Regions from separate parts of the Mus musculus genome. Here region 1 is linked to region 2. The links are chromatin contacts, called in public HiChIP or PLAC-seq maps. All regions are on one chromosome and are shown on one strand. The core of a region is the stretch at or near the end of the contact, and the rest is flanking DNA. Distances in the headings are between cores, read along the strand shown.

The links. HiChIP or PLAC-seq counts read pairs in DNA pulled down with a chosen protein or histone mark.
Region 1: a FOXA1 HiChIP or PLAC-seq map of pancreatic cancer cells shows a contact between it and region 2. The contact joins two enhancer-like sites. A contact is called at or near these places in 2 of 115 datasets of contacts at active chromatin or transcription factors (large pre-B cells and pancreatic cancer cells).

What each region holds. Positions count from the first base shown.
Region 1 is chr5:66,372,870-66,375,982 of GRCm38.p6, reverse strand. All of the region lies in intron 9 of Apbb2 (amyloid beta (A4) precursor protein-binding, family B, member 2), which reads left to right. Among named protein-coding and RNA genes, the nearest start is that of Nsun7, 110 kb to the right of the region's middle. Within about 2 kb of position 1,397, at least 32 of the 459 cell types and tissues checked have an H3K27ac peak or open chromatin away from gene starts, as enhancers often do. A contact at or near this core is called in pancreatic cancer cells, where this site is marked.
Region 2 is chr5:66,057,477-66,060,460 of GRCm38.p6, reverse strand. All of the region lies in intron 3 of Rbm47 (RNA binding motif protein 47), which reads left to right. Among named protein-coding and RNA genes, the nearest start is that of Gm40310, 49 kb to the right of the region's middle. Within about 2 kb of position 1,425, at least 31 of the 459 cell types and tissues checked have an H3K27ac peak or open chromatin away from gene starts, as enhancers often do. A contact at or near this core is called in pancreatic cancer cells, where this site is marked.

The DNA.
Region 1 (3,113 bases), core at 148-2,647, 320 kb before region 2:
TGTAGAGCCCACCAGCTATTGCAGAGGGCATGTTTAAAGTAGTGATTCTCAGCCTGTGAGTCGAGACCCCCTTGGCAGATTTCTAATGAAGTAGCAACAAAAATAATTTTATGGCCGGGGTGGGTGGGTCACCACAACATGAGGAACTGTATTAAAGGGTCACAGCATTAGGAGGGTTGGGAACCACTGTCCTAAAGAGTCAGATAAGGATGCTGTTGGGAACTGAGCAGTGACTGCCCGAGGGAAGAGCCACTCTCCTGATCTACATCTGAGCACTTGGAATTGAGCATCATCACACTTAACCCCGACCACAGGCTATGTGAGTGGCCGGATGAGTCCTTTTAGATGACCTCCATGCCAGCTGGTGTGGCTCATTCCGTCGGTCATTTGAAGCTAGTGCTCATCAAAGCTAGCACACTGAGCACGCCCCTCGATCGCCTGCAGTGCTTTGTATGTTTGGCGCGAGTCTTCAGACTCTTAGTGTTCCCCAGAACCAAAGTGCTGCTGTTGTCTCTGTTGGTGTAGGGAACAGAGGCACAGGGCAGCTCAGTAACTGGTCCTATGTCACTGGGGAATTAAGTAGAGTGCTAGGGATTATATCTGAGCGTCGTGGCTTCAGAGCTGACCCAGTGAACATTGCTGCTCTTCCATCCTAAAGGTAGTACTAGGCCTCTGCTTAGAGATGCACCAGTTTAATCCTCCATAGCACCTGCAGAGGCAGTGGCTTCCCTCCAGTGATGCAAGCGGGGAAATGAAGGGCAGTGAGCACAATGAGGGTACAGGCAGCAAGTAGCAGTCCCCGACCCCCAGCGAGGTCTACTCATTCTTGCCGTGATATTTCCATGTGTCTTAGATGAAGCTGCAGGTCCCTTGTTCAGTTTCATGGTGGCGGTTTTCCTGTCCTGTGAAGTCCCAGATCGTGGTGCCTCACACCCCGTAAGAGATGAAGCTCAGCTGCTTGCTTACTGTGTCACCTTAGACAGTTCAGCCATTTGCTCTGTGCCTCTACCTTTCATTCCGAAAACAAGAAATGCAGCACCTGAGCTGGTGGTATGAGAACATATTTTGCTGAATGCTATAAACTTGGGCTGTGATCTGTAAGTGGCACAGAATAAGCCCCTAATAAACTATCTCTGCCAATAAGATGATGGACTTTGTAATATACATACAAGCTTGTGCTTACACACACACATATACACATACACACAGAGTCTATTCCATGAACATTTTTGAAACATTACACTCCATATCTAAAGTAAGCATACCTCTGTTCAAATTTTCTATTAATTAATAGGGCTCAATGCCAGGCTGGTTCCTAGACAGGCAGTGACTAATACAAGCAAGTATGCTTATACCACATCACACCCCTGAGGCCTGTCTCTGGCACCAGGGGAGAATCTCCCAACATCCTGCCTGGTAAAATGCCGGCACGGGCACTTCTGCATGCACCTCTGCTGCTCAGCTTACTATGAGCGGCCGATCAGAAACCAGAGTGGACTTGCAACAGAGGGCAAACTTTCTCCTCAGCCTGTGCTTGCATTGAACCAGGGTGGCACTTGCATTTCCCTGTGTAAATTAACAAGTTGGCATTCTGGCACGTTCTTTTAAGTTTCTATGACTTGTTTCTGACGGGATGGTTCAACCCACTCGTCGGCTCAGCAACAGCCACCACGGGCTGGGCCTTTCAATGGTGTATAGGCAGAGTTGATGCAGACTAGGAAGCACCTTCCCAATAATGCCATAGATAGTTGTGGGTGGATACTGGAGATATTTCCATGTGTGTCACCCCTTACCAAGTGGCACGGTATACATGCTTCATGAACATGACCTTCATAGATGGGCCAGGCAAATATGAGTAGAGCACAAACTTTCACAATAGGACTGTCTTGCTCAGGAAGCAGGAAGAGCACTAGTGGGCCCGGTGTCCCAGAAGGCCCCTGAGTGGTGGTTTCTGCCTGAGCACCCATCACGTTGTTGACAGCCTGTGGAGGCAGTAGAAGCAGCTGATACATTTGCTGAGGCCAATGCTGAATGTGTTCTGGGGCCTCCCTGGCCAAGGTCACTGCCATAGTGAATGAATAATTCACCAGGCCAATGACTTTTTTCCCTTCAAGAGGGAAACTGGGTCAAACTCCACTCAAGGGATCCCCCAGACACCTGTCCCCACAGGACCCACAACGTCCCGGAGTTGAAAAGCATTTCGCTGTTTCCAAACAGTCACAAAGCCTGATTTCATTTAGGAGCATGACCGTGGTGACAGTGGTGTGCATTCATTCCTGCCTGGAGTAACCGCCGTTGGCTCATGACATCCCAACAATGGAGGCCACATCCCACCAGGGTATTTGAACTTGAACGGCCAGCGCCTTCTCAGTGTTGTGGAGGTTGTGTTGCGTTAAGGCCTTTTGTTTACTGGACAATCAAAAGATCTGGCTCAGAATAGAAACCGGAGCTGCTGCAGTCCCTCGGTAATGGTATGAAGAAGAGCAAAGCAAAGCGCTGGCTGGTTTTATTGTATTGTTTGAGACAGGGAGACAAGGAGTCACTGTGTAGCTCAGGCTGATCTTGGACCTGTAATCCCCCTGGGTCAAGTGCTGGGATTACAGGTGTTCACAACCAGACAGAGGGTGATCCTGTTCTACCCCATCCCCCACTTTCTTATCTCTTGAGAAAGCATCACAAAACAGAGAAGATCAAATAGAATGAATATACTGTAGATGGGCATCGTTCTGGCCCTCTTTGAGCTGGTTAGATCTTTTAAAAGTCCTTCATATTCATATGTATATACTCCTTTCCCACCTGACTCCAACCTTAGGAATTGACGTCTCTAGAGGGCTGATCTCTGTGACTAGGTCAGGAGCCGGGATAACCATACAGCTGGAATCCAGCAATACAGACTTGAATCTCAGGGCCCTGTCCTGTGGGCATCCACTGGCCATCCCTGAAGCTCTGCCAACTCCTTGGGCCTCATCTTTCTCTCCTGTTAAAGCCTTCTCCACTTTGCATGTTCCTCCTTTCTGCCAAGCACCTGCATAGGAGAAGGAGGGTTTTAATTCTTCTGTCAGCTCAGCCTGCCCCTTGTGTGGGGCTATTGCTGAGGTGTGAAAGACAGTCTC
Region 2 (2,984 bases), core at 176-2,675:
TTTGGTCTATTTTGAGATAAGTCTCGTGTAGCCCAGGCTGGCTTTGAACTCCTGATCCTCCTGTCTTCACCTTCCAAGTACTTAGATACCAGGTGTATGCTACTGTGTTCATTAAATGTTGTCAGTTTGACAAAAGTAGTGTTACCTGGAAATTCCTCAATGTAGGAATTACCTCCATCAGATTGGCCTGAGAACATGTCTGTAAAAGGCTTTTTTTTTTTTCTTGATTAACTCTTGTAAGATATGCTTTTCTTGCTGTGAAGAGACATCCGTGACCATGGCAACTTATAAAAGAAAGCATTGAATTGGGGGCTTGCTTACAGTTTCAGAGGGTTATCAGTTCATGATCATCATGGCAAGGGAGTGTGGCAGCACGCAGGCCAGCAAGTATGGTGCTGGAGAAGGAGCTGAGAGCTCACACCTGACCCACAAGCACAAGGCAGAGAAGGACACTGACTGGGCTTTTGAAACCTCATAATCCACCTGAAGTGACCACTACCTGCCAAGGCCACACCTAAACTTTCCTAAACAGTTCCACTGTGGACTGAGCATTCTTATATGAAATGGCCTATGGGGCCCCTTCTCATATAAACCACCACAATAATGTGGAAGGCCCAGCCCACGGTGCTGTGTCCTTGTTGGCCTGGTGGTCCTGAATTGTATAAGAAAGCAGGCCAAGAAAGCCGGCCATGGAAAGCATCCCTCCATGGTCTGCCTCAGTTTCTGCTTCCAGCTTCTTCTTGAGTTCTTGCCCTGACATGGCTCCATAATGGACTGTGACGTGGATGTGTAAGCCAAATAAGCCCTTTCCTCCCTAAGTTAATTTTGGTGTTTATCACAGCAACAAAAAGCAAGCTAGGACAGCTAGTCTGCCGGGTCAGAGTTTCAATTTTTACATAAATCCACCCAGTGTGATGTGATGGTTTAGAGGACCACCTTTGAGGTCAAAGCTCCCCCCATGGTCTTGTCTGTTTGGTGTGCTGAAGATCTAAACCAGTGTTTTGATCAAGGTATGCAAACACTATGCCACTGAACTAACTCCTGGCTCCATTTTTAAATTTTAAGATGAAATATCTCCAACTTTATTTATACTTTGCTCCGATATATACTGTATTTTATGCTGAGTGCTATGTTGGGGTATTTGACAGTCTAACTGGAGGAAAGAGGTCTGTGGGAACTTCTGTATATCCCGTGTCCTTTCCAGTGGGGTGTAATTAGGTTCATGGCCAGCTGTTGCTAACACTATTAACCCGGCTATGTGGCTTCCGAGCCAGTGTTTGGTGCAGGCTAATACTTCAATGCTGTGTGCGCATGCACACATGCATAGGAACAGTTTCTTTCTCTCATATCTTAGTCATGCACTGATGCAAACGGTAGTTACAGCAAAGCTTTTGGAATTCAGAATAGTACCGAATGAGTAGCTGAGGTGGCTCAGAGGATAAGAGCACTTGCCACAAGCCTGATGACATGACTCAGATCCCTGGAGACCTCATGGTGGAAGGAGAGAACTGACTAATGCAAGTTGTCCTCTGATCTCCACTCATTTATGCCTGCCCTCCCTCCCTCACCCCCCTGCAAATAATTAAATATTATCAAATGTATTTCTAGAAGCAATATATTACTATTATATATAAAAGCAAATACATATTGGCATGGTCTTTACATTGTGGTTCTATTTTAACTTATAGATGAGTTAAAGTTTATAAATAATACTACCTTAGTAAGGTTTCATTTGGCCTGATCAGATTTTCCCTGTATTTAGAATATCTATGGGCGCTGGAGAGATGGCTCAGCAGTTAGAGCACCGACTGCTCTTCCAGAGGTCCTAAGTTCAATTCCCAGCAACCACATGGTGGCTCACAACCATCTGTAGATGACCTGATGCTCTCTTCTGGAGTGTCTGAAGACAGCAATGGTGTGCTCATACACATTAAATAAATAAAATAGTCTATGAACCCAGCTCAGTAGTAGAGTGCTTGTCTGGCATGAAAAAGGCCCCATGATCATGACAGTTCACACTGGCAACTGGACAGTGTGGTTCACACCCAAATCCCAGCACCCATATCCCAGAGAGAGGATCAGGAGTTCAAGGTCGTCTTCAGGTACAAAGCCTGAAGCTAGCTTTGGCGATATATATATATATATATATATATATATATATTAGACCCAGGCTCAGGAAAACCACAAAGTGTAAAATCCTTGCCACCCAAGCCCACTGACCCAAGTTCAACCCTCCAGGACCCACACAAATACCATCAGAGAATAGACTCAACAAATATGTCCTCTCATCTCTGTCCCAACCTGGCTCAAACCCTTCCTCAATTATCATACACATATACCCCATAATAAAAATTTAAACACCCGAAGTAAGTAAAAATAGCTGATATGATTGATTTCATAATGTCTATGTCTTCTTTCTCCGGACTGGTCTGCGGTTTCTTTCTTTCTTTCTTTCTTTCTTTCTTTCTTTCTTTCTTTCTTTCTTTCTTCCTTCCTTCCTTCCTTCCTTCCTTCCTTCCTTCCTTCCTTCCTTTCTTTCTTTTTATTTATTTATTATATGTAAGTACACTGTAGCTGTCTTCAGACACTCCAGAAGAGGGAGTCAGATCTTGTTACAGATGGTTGTGAGCCACCATGTGGTTGCTGGGATTTGAACTCCGGACCTTCGGAAGAGTTGTTGGGATTTGAACTCCGGACCTTCGGAAGAGCAGTCGGGTGCTCTTACCCACTGAGCCATCTCACCAGCCCTTGTTTCTTTCTTTTATACAACCACATCTACCTTAGGCCTTCCATACTTCCCTGGTACCTTCTGCCTCTCTTTAGAGCAGCCACCTGGGACTCTGAAACAAAGGAGCTTTGTGAAGACTGAGGACCGGTTCTTCAGACAGGGTTTAACTACTTGCTGCAAGCCAGTTGGATCTGGAGTGGCTTAAGTCACATTTGTATGCTCACAGAAGGGGGTGCTAGGAGTTGGGGGACAATGA